Linked DNA regions of Mus musculus: region 2 is linked to region 1. A link is a contact called in public Hi-C data. All regions are on one chromosome and are shown on one strand. The core of a region is the stretch at or near the end of the contact, and the rest is flanking DNA. Distances in the headings are between cores, read along the strand shown.

Region 1 (3,881 bases), core at 15-2,514:
TAATTCTGCCCTTCCCCACCTGCCCCTGTTCCTTCCATTGTCCTCACTGACCCATCAATCAACCAACAACGCCCCCCCTTCGTCGTGGTGCTCTGCCCTGCTCTGATTGGTGGCTTCGTTGCTTGGGTGGCTGTATGTTGTGATGGACCAGTTCACCCAAGTATGGCCTTCTTGCTGACAGGTATCATTTCTGTGAGAAGTGTTTCACAGAGATCCAGGGCGAGAATGTGACCCTGGGTGACGACCCTTCCCAACCTCAGACGTAAGTATGATCTTGTCATCCTTCCTTATGTTCATGACTAAAGAAGAAGCTAGAATGTACCATTTTGAGTTTTGTACAATTTGTGTTTTCTTTTTCTTCACATTGACTATACCCACATTAAATATAAACTGGTTGCATGAACACAGATACTTGTACTTCAAGGTGTAGGTGTCAGCCAAACAGCAACACTGATTCTCCATCTTGTTCCATTCGAGGCAGGATTAGTTCAGTTAGTCCTTGACCTTCATATATCTCACTGACAAATAGATTTTTTTCAGGGTGATGGGTAACCTTTGCTTGAAAAAATGTTCAACCTCAAGTTATATCTAAGAAGCCAGGCAGCCTTATTCACAGAAAATAAATTATATACATATCACCACCACCACCTTTAAAAAAAAAAAAACCCAAACTTTTGGTGTTATACTGAACCTTTTAAACCTATGGTCTTTTTAAGCAACTGAGCTAATGCAGGTTAGATTCAAATTCCCTATTCACATTTTCTAGTAAATGTAAAAAAAAAAATATATATATATATATATATATATATATATCTCATGCCTTGCTGGTGGTCTGAGTCTGCTACGTCGGTGCATCCAGCATGTATGTTAACTCATTCCTACATTTCTCTGCTTACCTTATGATAATGTTCTTTTTGAGTGTCAGTGTAACCAAACCATAACAAGAGAATTGAGAACCACAGTGTGTACTTGACTTTTGTGAAATACCCAAAGGCCTGCTGGCCTGCACATCTGCCTTTAGCCTGCTGGGCATTTTATGTTTCTCTTTTTCTACTACTAAGTTCCCTAATCGTCCATGTTGGACGTCTGGCTCCAGAGTTACTATGTCTCAAAAAGCAGGAAATCTATGCTCCAGAAATAATCTGTTACCCTTGTCATCTTATTTCTTTGGTCTAATTGGAGTTAATCATTGAATTGGTGGTGGTAGGAATGGGAGAAGGCTGATCAATAAGTGCTAAGGTTCACTTAGATACTGGCAAAAGCTATGGAGTCCTCTTGAACAGTATGGTGACTGTAGATAGCAGTTATGTGTTGTACATTTCAGAAAGCCTACAAGGAAGGAGTTTGAATGTTTTTCTGCACACCTCCCCCAAGTATTGGAGATGGTTAGTATGTTTAGTCTAACTTAAGAGTACACAGTGTGCACAAGTGTCAGATACCATGTACTATACTATTCATATGTCCAACTTAGAAAGTTTTTGTATGTGACTTAGAATAAAACCTAAAGCTGCAGAAAGGGGGCAGTGCGATGAATTGATAGGTACAGGTACTTTCCTTGCAAGCCTGGCAACCTGAAATTTATCCCTGTACCTACATGAAGGTGGAAGGAGAGAACCAACAACTTGACAAAACTGTTCCCTGATCTCCACACAAGCACTGTGGCATACATGTACACACACACACACACACACACACACACACACGTAAGTACTCCTTTTTTTTCCTCAAGAAACAACCATCAAAAAAAAAAAAGTTATATAATTGCATACAACAGAAGTAGTTCACATACACTCAATTGAAACCCAAATAATCCACCCTTCCAAAATGGGATATCCTCAGTGGATGCTCACCTTGCATTGAGGGTATGTTGCCATTCCACTGTGGTCTTAGTTCAACTTAGCACCATATGAACTTGATGAAAATAAACATGTTTAAATCTCAACACAATTTTGCCATCATATTCTGATGAGTCTTAATTAAATTTTAGAGTAAAGCTAATAGTTTTTTGAAACATATTTTTAGGAAAAAAAAAGTTTGTATAGAAATATATGTGAGTCAATAAAGATTTTTCTTTTTCTTTTAAATAAGGACAATTTCCAAGGATCAATTTGAAAAGAAGAAAAATGATACCTTAGATCCTGAACCGTGAGTATACACACACACACACACACACACACACACACACACACACACACACACACACACCTACCTTTTGTTGTTTGTTTTTCTATTCTTTCTTTTCTTTGTTTTTGAGATAGGTTCCCTCTTTGTGTCTCTGGTTATCCTAAATTGCCTTTACCTTGAAGAGTGATGGGATTAAAAGTCTGCATTACTCTACCTGGCTTTTTTTTTTACCTTGAATCTTAGATGAGGAAAGTTATTACCTGTGATTAGATTATGGGATAATAAAAGTGGGGTTTCTTTTGGGAAGTTATCTAAAATTCAAAGTAGATTTCTCTAACATATTCTCCTATTGCTGGATTTTAATAGTGATAAGATTATGTGGGTGTTTTAGTTCTTTTTGGACATCCCAAGAGTCTGGTCATAGGCATCTTTAAGGACTGCTCAGGGTTACTCTGTAACAAACAGAGGCAGTAACTTGAAGTGCTAATATCATCCCAGAGAAATTCCAAAATGAAAACATCTTGGGTCCACCATCTAAAAATCTGTCTTGTGCCACTGTCTTCACTCAGGAGCATGGCTTCATTTGCAAATGTTGATGTCCACAAATTGTACATGGTGTGTACAAGTGTCAGATACCATGTACTATACTATATCATTCATATGTCCAACTTAGAAAGTTTTTGTATGTGACTTAGAATAAAACCTAAAGCTGCAGAAAGGGAGCAGAAATGGCTTTTATAGCTCAGGACAGATCTGAACCTAGCAGTAATTACTTTGTTCTCTTGGCCCCAAATCTCCCAGATCCAGAGAGGTCAATTGCTATAATGGAATATGCTGACTCTCCATCCACGCTGCATTTCCTTCAGGAAGGTTACTTCCTCCATCCTATCTGATACCTAGGGACAGAATTATATATAACTATATAATGAATGCTGGTGTGTGTGGAGTTCCCACGACACACACTTGGACCTTTAGTGAAAATTCAGTTTTGTTTCTGAGTCACCGTGTTATGTTGTCATGTTGTTGTCATCCCCCAAGCCTATCTACCACCCCCATGTTAATGATGTATTTTATATGTATCGTTTGCTTAAATGTATCTATATACAGGACATGTGTGCCTGGTGCCCTTGGTGGCGAAAATGGGGTATCAGAGTTACAGCTGGCTATGTTTATTGGGAGGAGGTGAACTTGGGTCCAGTGTTCTTCACCCCTGAATCATCTCTCCAGCCCTTTTTGTGTGGGTTTTAAGTTTCTTTTTGTAGCAACAGATGAATGCAGGCAGCAAGAGGCACAGTGTCCTTGGTTCCATAGGTGAAGACTTTTAATTTAGTGTTGGCACAGCAGTGTCACCATTGGGGTTGGTCTCCTGGAGTCCGTGATTAGAAAGAGGACCCACATGGAACACTGTGGGACAGTGGCGGCATTACTTGGTTGTGACAACCAGCTAAAGTCATGATGAGGTCTCCTCCCCATACACTACTTGGTCATTCATGGTCTTCACTCCATCAACCAAGTGCATCACCAGTTTCTGAAGTGAGCTTGGTTGACCTCTCTTGGTTGGAGTCCACTAAGAGAAGGGCATAATATTCTTAACATAAAGGGAGGAAAGAAACAAGATACTCAAAACATACATGCCGCAGAATTGATTGGCCAGTCAAGCCTGAGTGTAAAGATCTACTCTCATGGGATGTGGTGATGGGGGCACTTAATGAATTTAACCACATGTTTTGAGGAGCAGCTTTGATTGCAGTGTAGAA
Region 2 (3,787 bases), core at 449-2,948, 110 kb before region 1:
ATTCTTCAGGTAAAGAATGTGGGGGAGACTAGCTGCATCGTGGGTGGATGGGGAGGGAAGGAGGGGTCTGACTCACAGGTTTCTCGCTTAGGAAATAGGGGTGCTGCTGATACCTGGAAGATAAGGACTTCCGAGTCAAGCTGGCAGGTTTTGAGAGAGTGTTAACAGAGATGGGAAAACTTTAGTTTTTGAGGAGGTGTGTGGCACACCCAAGTGAGAGGGTCTCCCTGTGATCCTACATTTTTCTGGGTACCTGCCAAAGCCAGGGTGGTTGTCCGAAGTAAGGAGTACCCTTAGGAGATCGAAGCCCTTGGTCTTGGTACCTGGGCCCATCTCAGATCCAGGAGGTAGAGCTGACAGCCTCTCCCTTCAGGTGACAGCGTTGGACATTGGACCTGGCCCTATCGTTTTTGGGCTTGGGAGTGGGCGCTCAAGAGCCTTGCGGTGCCCTTGCAAACTTGGGAAGCACAAGGAAGGGGTGGACTCTCGGCCTGTCATTTTCTCCCTCAGTGATCTTAGAGAAAGTTGCTTTGCCCCTTCCTGCCTCAGTTTCCCCATCTGCACACAGACCCGAGGACCCTCTGTAACCTGCAGGCGCCACTTCGCCATTACTAGCATAGGGCGCGGGGAAGAGGCGCAGGTTGCGGTGGCGTCTTCTTAGTCCGATGTCACCCTGGAGGCTCGCAAGCAAGGAGCTGCGAAGAGCCAGAGCTGCCGGGGCGGGGCGGGACCGGACGGGCTGGGCCCGGATCAGCGCTGACTCCGAGCCTGGCGGGGGGGGGGGTCTAGGCTCGAGCCCAGGGCGCCCTCCCCGCGCGTGCCGCGTTACTGACAGCGTCAGAACAAAAGTGGCCGTCTGCTCTGCGCACTTGGCGTCCCGCAGGCCGGGCCTAGCACCGCAGCCCGTCGCCTCACGCATCGCCGCCGTGCCTTCGACCCTTCCACCCGAGCGCGCTCGGCTCTTTCCGCCGCGGCCGGCGCAGGTGGAGGGGCGGGGCGGGGGCCGTGCGTGGTGACGCCGCGGGGGGGGTGACGTACAAGCGTGCCCCGCCCCCTCCCCCTCCCCGTTCAGGCTCTGGAAAGAGAAGAAAAAAAACTTTCTTTTTTTTTTTAATTGAGGAATCAACAGCCGCCATCTTGTCGCGGATCCGACCGGGGCTTCGAGCGCGATCTACTCGGCCCCGCCGGTCCCGGGCCCCACAACCGCCCGCGCACCCCGCTCCGCCTGGCCGGCCCGCTCCGCCCGGCCCTCGGCGCCCGCCCCGGCGGCCCCGCTCGCCTCTCGTCTCGGCCTCCCGGAGCCCGGCGGCGGCGGCGGCGGCGGCGGCGGCACGGGGTGGGGGGGCCGCGGCGCGGCGGCGGCCCCGCTCGGCGCATTGTTTTTCCTCACGGCGGCGGCGGGCCGCGGGCGGGCGGCGGAGCCCAAAGCCCCCCGGTCGTCCGGCCGCGGGCGAATTCATTAAGTGGGGCGCGCGGGGGGGGGGGGTGGCGGCGAGGCGGCGGCGGTACCACCATGTTCCCGGGCGCCGCCTGAGCCGCGGGGCCGGGCGCCGTCGCTGCCAGCCGGGCCCGCGGAGGCGGCCGGGCCGCTTGGGTGCCCGGGCCGCGGAGTGTCGCGCTCGGGAGGCGGGCAGGGGATGAGGGGGCCGCGGCCGGCGGCGGCGGCGGCCGGGGGCGGGCGGTGAGCGCTGCGGGGCGCTGTTGCTGAGGCTGAGATTTGGCCGCCGCCTCCCCCACCCGGCCTGCGCCCTCCGCGGCCCGGCCCGCGCTCCTGCGCTCGCTCCTCGCTGGCTCGCCTGCTCGCAGCCGCCGGCCCGACCCCCGTCCGGGCCGCGTCGCGCCGCCCGCGCTCAGGGCTGTTTCCGCGAGCAGGTGAAGATGGCCGAGAACTTGCTGGACGGACCGCCCAACCCCAAACGAGCCAAACTCAGCTCGCCCGGCTTCTCCGCGAATGACAACACAGGTGAGGCTGGGTCTAGGCTCGCTGTCAGAGTTCGGGGCAGGGAGGGGGTTGAGGGTCGCAGTGGCCAGAGACTCTGTCCCGGGCCTTGGGATGCGCTTCCCTGGTCGGGAGGAAAAGTGAAGCGGGGGCGCGGTCTAGTGTCCGCACGCGTGGCCGGCCGGGATGACAGCGGAGGGGACCTTGGAGGTTTGGAGTAAGAGAATGCGACCAGAGGCAATGAGGGCTTTCAGGATCGGACCCCCCACTCTAGGCGGTGCAGTCGCGGACACAGCTGCTGCCTTCTTAGTTGCGACGAGTTGCGACGGAGAAGTTTCTTGGAATGTGTTGCTTGGGAAAACGCTTAGTGGTTATTTAGAAAGTCTTGATTTTTTTTTTTTTTTGATCACCTAGTATTTTTTTTTCTCCAAAACCCCAAACCTCATGTGCGAGTTGTCATCAAAGTTGCTGTGGTGTCTTTCATTTACATACGTAACCTTAAAAAGAAGCTAGCAGGCTTTTAAAAGTCCATTTGGGCTCCAGTCTGCCTTTGAGGTTGGAATGGTTTTACACTGGAGATGAAAAATTAAAAAATTAAGGACTTTGAATCTTTCAGGGAAAGAGAAAAGCAAGATAATCTTAAATCTTTTCCCCAACTCACAAAATAGCTTCCGTGCAAACTTTCTTAGGTGATCGGATCGGGTACCCAAGACTTCCCTGTTCATTCAGTAATTCAGAGTACTTCTGGACAGCTCTGATAACCTTGCCAATTATTCGTATTTCCCCTTTTAAGCTCTCCTTCGAAATATAAACTCGTATGCTGCTGTGAACAATGCCGGCTCAGCGCAGCTAGCACTTTTCCAGTACGTACTTGTAGCGGCATCTGAAAATCAGTTTCTGATGAATGGGTCCAAATCAAATTACATTGCTGCCTGCAGATTGGCGCTAGATACAGATGTTCAAGTTGTGGAACTCTGTGACTTTATACAAGTGTATTTAAAAATATTTCTGCTTTTGAAACAAAACTTAGATTTCACGGCTTCAGTTTGAAGTGCTCCTGAAATCCAGTCATGAAAGGAGAATGTTAATGTAGAAATGAGAGGGGAGTATTCTCCCTCCATCATTTTTCAGGAGATTTTTGTTGACTTAAAATTTGTTGAGTGGTAGAAAGGAGTAAATAAATAATTCACAGGTAGGTAGGGAAAAGTCACTTTTCTTTTTAAATGACAAGTTGTTTGATGTTTATTTTCATAAAAATCTTATTGATGAAAAATGTTGAAACAGTGGTTTAAGCACACTTGTGCAAAGTAGAGCTAGCTCCCTTGCTTTAGTAATGTTGCTGTGCTCGAGCCAGAAGACTGTAATCATGTGAGATGTAGATCATACCAGGCAGGTGTTGTCCTCAAGTTTATCCTCTGACACTGCTAACTGGAAGACTTCAGCTTTGCTGTTACTGAGTGAACTTGAAGATTTTTCTTAGAAGTGGGGCAAATTAATAAGACCACAAAAAGACCTGTAGTATCTTATATATCCAGAGGTTTACAAGATGGAACCCAAAAGAAGATGGCTTTTCCCCTCCCTCCTCCTCCTTTTCTTCTTCTTCTTCCTCCTTTTCTCCCTCCTCCTCCTCTTCTTCCTCCTCCTCTTCTTTCCTCTTCCTCTTCCTCCTCCTCCTTTTTCCTTTTTTTTTTTTTTTTTTTGTGTGTGTGTGTAGCTTCTCTGGATTGTCAGATATTTACTTACTGTGTTGCTGACCAGAGCAGACTTATCCAAAAGAATCTTCTGCACGTGAGCACTTTGTCCCTTTCTCTTTCCACTTTTTGCCCAGGAGACGCAGAAGAGTACTTT

The links. Hi-C and Micro-C count contacts between places; a contact is called where the count stands out from the background.
Region 2: a Hi-C map of liver shows a contact between it and region 1, with 2.0 times the contacts expected there. The contact joins the promoter of Crebbp here to the enhancer-like site in region 1. A contact is called at or near these places in 22 of 39 promoter capture datasets (the 3T3-L1 cell line, 3T3-L1-derived adipocytes, the C10 cell line and 16 more), 1 of 15 datasets of contacts at CTCF or cohesin (the NIH/3T3 cell line), 26 of 484 Hi-C or Micro-C datasets (the G1E-ER4 cell line, the HPC-5 cell line, the MNK3 cell line and 18 more), 23 of 115 datasets of contacts at active chromatin or transcription factors (the 230-238 cell line, the NIH/3T3 cell line, the SCID.adh cell line and 15 more) and 3 of 9 other capture datasets (adipose tissue, liver and pancreatic islet).

What each region holds. Positions count from the first base shown.
Region 1 is chr16:4,097,939-4,101,819 of GRCm38.p6, reverse strand. Crebbp (CREB binding protein) reads left to right here. Exons shown (of 31, transcript NM_001025432.1): 20 at 182-262; 21 at 2,089-2,145. Among named protein-coding and RNA genes, the nearest start is that of Trap1, 22 kb to the right of the region's middle. Within about 2 kb of position 1,264, at least 7 of the 459 cell types and tissues checked have an H3K27ac peak or open chromatin away from gene starts, as enhancers often do. A contact at or near this core is called in cortical neurons and liver, where this site is marked.
Region 2 is chr16:4,211,315-4,215,101 of GRCm38.p6, reverse strand. It overlaps Crebbp (CREB binding protein), which reads left to right and starts at 1,698. Exons shown (of 31, transcript NM_001025432.1): 1 at 1,698-1,963. The coding sequence starts at 1,879.